2 separate regions of the Sus scrofa genome follow, and region 2 is linked to region 1. Evidence: chromatin contacts called from public HiChIP or PLAC-seq data. All regions are on one chromosome and are shown on one strand. Each heading gives the region's core, a stretch centred on a gene start, on an enhancer-like site or on the middle of the called end of the contact. The rest is flanking DNA. Distances are from core to core; before and after follow the strand shown.

Evidence for each region. HiChIP or PLAC-seq counts read pairs in DNA pulled down with a chosen protein or histone mark.
Region 2: a contact with region 1 is called in an H3K27ac HiChIP or PLAC-seq map of alveolar macrophages. The contact joins the promoter of SENP2 here to the promoter of TMEM41A in region 1. A contact is called at or near these places in 1 of 5 promoter capture datasets (liver), 4 of 47 Hi-C or Micro-C datasets (embryonic fibroblasts, heart right ventricle, liver and 1 more) and 1 of 2 datasets of contacts at active chromatin or transcription factors (alveolar macrophages).

Annotation. Positions count from the first base shown.
Region 1 is chr13:123,362,840-123,367,087 of Sscrofa11.1, reverse strand. TMEM41A (transmembrane protein 41A) reads left to right here and starts at 1,882. Exons shown (of 5, transcript XM_021069988.1): 1 at 1,882-2,096; 2 at 3,681-3,834. The coding sequence starts at 1,978.
Region 2 is chr13:123,428,318-123,432,556 of Sscrofa11.1, reverse strand. SENP2 (sentrin-specific protease 2) reads right to left here and starts at 2,642. Exons shown (of 17, transcript XM_021069989.1): 1 at 2,316-2,642. The coding sequence starts at 2,416.

The sequences.
Region 1 (4,248 bases), core at 633-3,132:
ACCCTCCTCCTCATGAATCCTAGTCGGGTCTGTCAACTGCTGAGCCACGAAGGGAACTCCAGCCATTCGTATTTTATTTACATCCTTACCCACTACAGCCCCATCTCATTATTTTGATGCAAATCTCATGCATTGAACCATTTAATTCATAAATACTTCAGTATTTTGAACATATAAAAATATCCTTTTTTTCTTCTTACGAATGAGTCATGATGTAGTCTTAACACTGAAAAGTGTTTGTTATCCAAGCCATACTGGGCAACAGAACTGTATCAGGACAGAGTTGCCTCCCTCTTTCATGAAGCTACTTAGTGTTCCATTTGTGAATAGACAATAATTAACTTCAGTAGTCCCCCTAAATAATGGGTAAGTTGTTCCCAATATCTTAATATCAAAGCTGAGAGAACACCCTTGAACAAACATCTTTGTCTACCTATGGGCATACCTAGGGGTTAAATTCCTGGATGTAGAATTGATAGGACCTTGTGCACTTCAAATTCTGACAGGTGCTCCTTATTGGCCCAAGAAGGGTTTTGAATGATGTGACAAGGATGGTTTCTGTTATCCAGGCTTGTAACATTTTGGACTCTGTCATTCTCCATTTAATCAGGCATGTCCTACCAACTCAACTTCTCCCAGTCTGTCCATCTTCCTCCCTTCATCCCCACTGATGTGGTCCTGGCTCAGCCCAGCATCCTTTCTCACCAAGTCAGTTGCAGCTATCAACTCAGAATGGAGTCTAATCATTTGCCAGAGCAAACATCCAAAAATGGGAACTAATGTATTCCATTGCTAAAACACTTCTTTTCCCTCTCTTTCTTTCTCGGGCCGCACATGCAGCATATGGTAGTTCCAAGGCTAGGGTCGAATCAGAGCTGTAGCCGCTGGTATAGGCCACAGCCACAGCAACTCGAGATCAGGATGTGTCTGCTACCTACACCACAGCTCATGGCAAGACCGGATTCTTAACCCATTGAGCGAGGCCAGGGATTGAACCCTCCTCCTCAGGGACACTAGTCTGATTCGTTTCTGCTGTGCCACAACGGCAACACCTGCTTAAACACTTCTGTTGGTGTCTCCTTAAAACACAATGTTAAAAAACCATTCTCCTTAGCTGCCTTTCAATACTTCTGAGTTTTTCCTCACCTTCTCATTCACTTCTCAATTTAGGCTTCACAGATACTGAAGGCTGGCACCTTACTGGGGTCCCCAGCTCACCCTATTCCTCCTCTCTCTGTTGTGGAAATCTTGCTCATGCTTTACTGTAAACTCAAAGGTAAACTCAAAACCCCACCTTCTCCATGAATCCACGCAGTGTGGGACCGCTAGTTTTGGACTCAGGGTGACTTGGACTCTATATTGGCTCTCTTTTCGGAGATGTCACTTAATCTTTCCAGGACTCAGATTTTTGTTAAATAAAGACAAAAATACCAAAAATACCAACCTTGCAGGATTCCTGGGAGCATTAAGGGTAATGAGCACATAGGCGTTCAATAAAAGGAAATTCTCATTATTTCCGTGTCGACCATTCCACCACACTCACAGGAGCCTTTGGTTCTAAGAGGGCTGCATTTGCTTTGTGTTACAACCGATGGTTGACAAGACTGGAGTGACCACTAGACCGCAAGCTCGCTGTGGGTAGGGCTCGTGATTCTCCCAGCGCCTGGCAGAGAGCCCGCAAAGAAGTGAAGCAAGAGACAGAGATAAACAGAAAAAGACACCCAAACGGGAGGAGGACAGACGAACGTGCTGAACAGGGAGGCTGCAAGACCGGATCTGCAGGATTCCTGGCTAAGGGGCAAGCAGCCGGAGGCCGGTAGGGGGCGGGGTCTGTATCTGGGGGGCGGGGCCTGGAGCGGACCCCGCCCCGGTCCGTCCCCTAACGCGCTCCGCGTGCGCAGTACGCGAGCAGTTAGGTCCCCGGTGCTGCTTCCGCGCTCGTCTGCGGCCCCCGCGGGTCGGGGTGAGGGCGCCGATATGCGTCCCCTGCTCGGTCTCCTCCTGGTCTTCGCCGGCTGCACCTTTGCCTTGTACTTGCTGTCGACCCGACTGCCCCGCGGGGAGACACTAGGCTCAGCCGAAGGGGCTGGAGACAGGTGCGTGGCAGAGGTGGCGGGGAACAAGTTTCAGGTCAAAGGAGGGGAGCCAGGTCGGAAGATGGGTCTGGGAACCCGAGGTTGGGGTTCCCAGATCGGAGGCGTCGGGAGCCGGGATTTGAGGTTCAGTTCTAGGACTGGGGATCAGACAGCGTCTACACGGTCGCGAGCAGGCCGGGTGGACTGGACCTGGGGCCCGGTCCTAGCTGGGACCTGCTTGCTGGTCGCTGCGCGGGAATGCTGTCTAGTGCCTTTTGGGGGTGAGATTTGCGGAGGGAAACGCGGCGTCTTACCCCGGAGCATTTCTGTTCGCGCCATGGCATCACCTCTTGAGCTGTGTCCCTGTCGTCTTTCCTGGCCCAGTCCTGACTCCCCTGTGCATCCGACCCTCGGCCCTGGTTGGACCCGCAGCCCCTTCTTCACGACTGCTTCCAGCCTCCCTCCATCGTCCTCCCCACTTCACTTCAGTTTTGTTAGGTCTGTCCTTGGGACTTTAAGGCATTCTGTCTTCAGGAAAAGCATTGCCCAGACAACTTTAAATTATTCGCTAATTAATTATCGGGTCCGCCCCTCTTCCTGGCTGTTTCAGCTTTTCCTTCTCAGGACCGACTAGCTGAGGCAGAAGGCGTTACAATACCTACCGGGCCAGTTTGTCGTGAGTGCAGCTACTGTTCATAAAGTTAATGGAAGGGTGTCAGGGATGTTATGATGTTTGATTGTTAAGAAGGTTGTTTGCAAAGATTGTATTCTTTTGCTCCATCTGGGAAGGCTCTGCTGTAGGTGTAATACATACTAAGAGAAACATTCTGATGAGAACCAGGAGAGTTTGCTTATTTGATGGATTTGATCGTTGATGGATTCAGGAGTTGTTTAGATGCCAGAGGCAAGGTAGACTTTACACTGAAGCTCTTGGACTGGGTTCATAGTGCATTGAGGACCATATAAAGAGCAGGGTGAAAAGCCGGCTCTTTGAAAGGGCTGGTTTCAAGCCTGACACATTATTGAAAAGATTTTGTTTATGGCGTGGGACAAATATACTTTCCTGGAGAATCTTTAATTGGCTTTTTTTGTGACTGATAAAACAATTGTTTTACTTAGTAACTTAGAAGTCGTGTCAAGTTTGAATTGTCCTTGGCCTAAAACTTAGGGGGAGGAGGTGCTCATGGAAAGGAAAAGGTAGTTTAGGATGTTTTGCATTTGCCTAGATATTAAGCCATTTGCCTCTTAAGAATAGTTCATAAAACCTGAGAGCTAAGAGGGAACTTGGTGATTGTCCACCATCAACCCCTCCTTTTTCAGATGAGGAAACTGAGGCTCAGGGACTAGCCCAAGATCACGCAACTGGAGAGTAGCAGAGTTGAGATGCAACCACAGGTCCTTTGCTCCCAAACCAAGGCTCTCCTTGCCTCTGCTGTGTTGTATCATGTCATCCGTCATCCTGGCCTCCCGTTATGCGTGTGTTGCCGGCAGACCAGATGAGGGGCACATTTATAAACCTCCTTTGGAAGAAAGACACAGCAAGTGACTTTCTTAGGTATCAGGCTCATCTGGACTTTTGTTTCCATCTGCTTTTTCAAATCTCAGGTCACTATGGTTCCCCTCAGATGTGGCTGAGCTGCGGGAACTCTCTGAGGTCCTTCGAGAGTACCGGAAGGAGCACCAGGCCTACGTATTCCTACTCTTCTGCAGTGCCTACCTCTACAAACAGGGCTTTGCCATCCCTGGCTCCAGCTTCCTGGTCAGTATCCTGCCCTCCTCCTGTGCCTGCCAGGAAGCCACCTTCTGTCCTTGTAGACGGGCCCTTGGGCTGCAGCTCTTACGGTCTAGAGGATAGACTACTGTGGCTACCATTTGTTGTCAGCTTCCCCTGTGTCAGGTGCTGTCCTAGTCACTTTACCTGAATGACCTTATTTAATTCTTGCAAGAGACAATAACACACACTATTCTCCACATTTTTAAGATAAGGCCATGAATGATGAGAAATCAGGTAACTATCCCAGATGACAAGGCGAGGAGGTGGTAGTCCTGGGGTTTGAACCCACATCTACCCAGCTCCCGAGCCTACCTTTCCTCTCAGTTATGCTGTTTTTGTTTTTAAGGATTCGATTTGATAGCTGTGGGGTGCTGTCCTTGAGACCCTGCCCCACCATCC
Region 2 (4,239 bases), core at 1,393-3,892, 65 kb before region 1:
CACCCTCTTCCATTCACTCTGTCATAAAATGAGATCTAACTGATGTTTATGCTATAGTAGGTCTTCAGCTTTTGAGGATGTGGAGATCTAAAATTCCCTATTATATAATCATGTGTAGTCTGGCTAGACTACAAACATGAAACTGGCCAGAAATCTTTACTAGTAAACGAATATAGGTAAAAGCTTAGGACCAGTTATTCCCTTTCTCTCCAAAAATGATTTAAGAATAATTTCCTTCTGAAAGATGACAGCTTCCCCAGAAGAAAATCATTTTTTACTTCAGATAGAAGTAGACAATTTAAGAATTGTCTACTTAAAAGACAGTTCTGGTGTTCCCATCGTGGCTCAGTGATTAACGAATTCAACTGGGAACCATGAGGTTGTGGGTTCAATCCCTGGCCTTGCTCAGGGGGTTAAGGATTCAGCGTTGCTGTGAGCTGTGGTGTAGGCCGGCAGCTACAGCTCCGATTAGACCCCTAGCCTGGGAACCTCCATATGCTGTGAGTGCAGCCCTAGAAAAGACAAAAAAAAAAGACAGTTCTTAGCCAGAAAAGGGTGTTATATTTAACTGTGTTTTTATCATGGAAACTATATTACAGTGATAAAGAATTTGGAAATTCAGAAAAGTTTTGGACCTATATCTCAAAAATTTGTAAATTCAGAAAAGTTTTTGGACCTATATCTCAAGGTTAAAGCTTCACAGTTAACCATCTTTCTTTTCATTTCTTTTTTTTTTTTTTTTTTTTTTGGCTTTTTAGGGCTGCACTTACGGCATACAGAACTTCCCAGACTAGGGGTCCAATTGGAGCTATAGCTGCCGGCCTACGCCACAGTTCATGGCAATGCCAGATCCTTAACCCACTGAGCGAAGCCAGGGATCGAACCTGCAACCTCATGGTTCCTAGTCGGATTCATTTCCACTGAGCCATGACAGCAACTCCTATAATCATCTTTCTAAAGATGATTAGGAATGATCCTATTTACAAAAGAAAAAACAGAATAAATCTCAGGAGAATACCATTTGGTTCATAACTTTCAACATCCCACGAAGACTTTTTGGCTTCATTTGGACTGAAAAATGGCTTACAATGAAGAGTTTATATCAATTAAGGATGTATAATAAAGAACAGGATTTTGATCTACAAGCCAGTTTCCCTGACCAGCAGAGATTTGCATTAAAAATAAAGGACGAGGGAGAGGGAATTAACATTCCCTTATTCAATAAATATATACAAGTGCCTGTCATGCTCCGGCCTCTGCACAAGGCCCTTGGAGTAGAATAAACAAACACTACCCTTATATGCATTAAGCATCATTTTAGGCACAACTTGTATTCAAATGATCCTTGTATTAACTCCACAGAAAATTATAAAAAACACAATGAAATCTTGCCCTCTCTAGAACATAGGATGGAATTTAGCCCAAAGCCAATTTCATCATGAGCAGCATTCTTAGATTCATGTATTAATTAATCATCTTTGTCTCAAGCTCCAAGAAACCAACCTTCAATCTTGAGGCTTAATAAAAAATTAAATTAATACCTGACCACTAAAAGTTGGGTGTGGGTATGTACAGACTTAGTATGGTATTTTATTCTCTCGATTAATTCTTAGGGAAGGGGGTGGACACAATGAAATGGGACAAACCAACAGGTAAATGCAAAGAACAACTTTTAGTTTCTCCAAAATTTTAACAGAATTTTAGAGTACAGACTAGTGATCTTTTTAAAGTAATCAGATATCTATTTTTTTTTCTCATACACTAATTCTAAAGCACAGAATCACTCTCCCTCCTCCCGACAACACACACACACACACAGTTTGACAGCTGTTTTAGAACAAGACAGCTGCTGTCTCTTGTTGCTAAGAGAACAGTACGTGTGGTCAAAAGGACTTTGGGCAAGCTATGATTCTCACCTCCCTTAACTGCGCTTATTGCGCACAGATGACACCTGGGGGTGTGCTTTGCAAACAGTGAGCCACAACAAAGACAGTTTTCCTTCAATTTTCAGTATTCAACCTAAGAGCAGCAAAATATGACAAAGCTCTATTTGTTAACAGCAACCAGCTTGGGCTCTGATGAGAAAGATCCTAACCATCAACTACTGGCTCCTTCCATCATCAGGAGCCGCATCCACACAGCGGGGAGGAGCGACTACGTCACCAGGACGCCCGCGATCCGCACCTCGACCACCTCCGCCCAGCTACCTGTTTCTGCCAAGCGGGGCCTGCCTGGTTGGGTCAGCGCTAGGCTAGCCGAGCCCCGGGTGGGGGAGGGGGAGTGCCAGGCCGGCGTTCGGCCCCCTCTCCTCTCACCTGTTCGAGCGCCGCCTCTTCAGGAGAGCCCGGGAAGAGGGCACCGGCCGGTCACAAAAACGGAAAATGGTGCCGAGAATCCTAACCAGCCATTTGTACATACCAGGCCCAAGCAGCAGCGGCGGCCGACACACCCCGAGACGCAAACCCCAGAGCTGTCGCCGCCGCTGCCGCCTTCTCCGCCTCGGCCACCACCGCCAAGGCTCAGTCGCCGAGTTGTGACGCGGTCCTAGGGCCCACAGATACAACGTCCCTTGAGCTACAGGAGGCCCCCGCTAGCCACCGCTCCTGACGTCACCTCCTCCCGCCCGACCGGAAAGCATCCTCATTCTCAGTTTGCGCACGCGCAACCTAGGTCCCCACCTCCTGAGCCTAGCAACCAGAATGCCTGCGGGAAGGTTCCAGTCCAATCGCTGACGAGATCGCAAGGGATGTGGGCGGGGTATTCTCTTCGGCGGAGCCAATCCTGAGACTGCCCGAGGGACAAGCCCACCGGCCGCACAAGAGCGTTCTCTACCCTGGAGTGAGCGCTCCAGGGGCCTGCAATACTGCAGGTGATCATTAAATGTTTGTTGAATGCACAAAATAAAGGTTAGTCAGGCTAATTAACAAACGTTCACCCTGCTAGGATCCCTTTACTTTGCACATACTTTATGCCTGGTATTTTTACACGCAGTCAACTTCATTTCTCTCAGCAACCTCAGGAGATGCAGAACCTTGTGCCCACTTTTAATCAGTAAGGAAATCGAGGGATAGAGCGATTAAGTAATTGCCTACGGTCACAAAACTAGCTAGTACCACGGATGGAATTTGAACCAGGGTCTGTGTACCAACACCAGTCTCTTGCCCTTGAGATCAGTCTACTGGGAGATATGATTACAAATTACACCTCAAGACAATTGGTTGTAAGTAAACTGCACTTAAGTTAAATTTTTAAAAAGATGATTGGGAGGTCCCTTGTGGTACAGAGGGTTAAGAATCAGGTGTCATCATTGCAATTTCTAGAGTCCCTGCAGTGGCACAGGTTGGATCCCTTGCTAGAGAACTTCCCTAAGTCCTGGGCGTGGCCAAAAAACGAAAAAGAAAAAAAAAGGCTGTTGTGATAAAGGTGGGTACAGAGTGCAGTAGGAGCCAAAGAAAGGAAAACTGGATGGGAAAAGGACGGGAAGGGCAGAACTCAAAAAAGTCTTCACAGACACTTAAGAATGGAAGGCTCCCTGTGGCCTACTAGTAGTACCTACTAATACCCCCTGAGCTGCCAAGAAGTCCTGCTAACTACTCTCCCTCTCTTGTCTAGAGGTTCCCAGTAACGATCAACAATAGAAAAATAACCACCCTTCTTATTACTGGAAAATCCAGTCCCCTACCTAACACTCCTGGGAATATGCAAAGGTTTTCTTGCCCACGAATCCATCCCTGGAAATACTTGATCTTTAATCTGTGATTCAGTTAAGGTTGGACTTCCAGACTTGCTTGAACTTCAACAGAGACACTCCCTAGTACAGTCTCATCCTTGTTCAATAAATATTTTTCTGCAGCAAGCCACCTCCTAGAGCCACAGAACCACCAGCTACCCACCTGTGGCTACCCACCACTCTGGCCTGGGCTGGGGATAGGAGCAGTTCCTGGAGGGTAGAAGCAAATCCTAAATGTGGGCATGGGCTCCTCCCTCAATTCCCTAAAATATAGCTAATACCAGGCCATTACAGATAGTCTGGGAATAACAGGAGAATTACAAAGCTGAGAAAGTTTAGAAGTGGCTATTACAAATACAGCATCTAGGGAGTTCCCATCATGGCTCAGCAGAAACAAATGTGACTAGTATCCATGAGGACACAAGTTCAATCTCTGGCCCCGCTCAGTGGGTTAAGGATCCGGCGTTGCCACGAACTGTGGTGTAGGTCACAGACGCAGTTCGGATCTG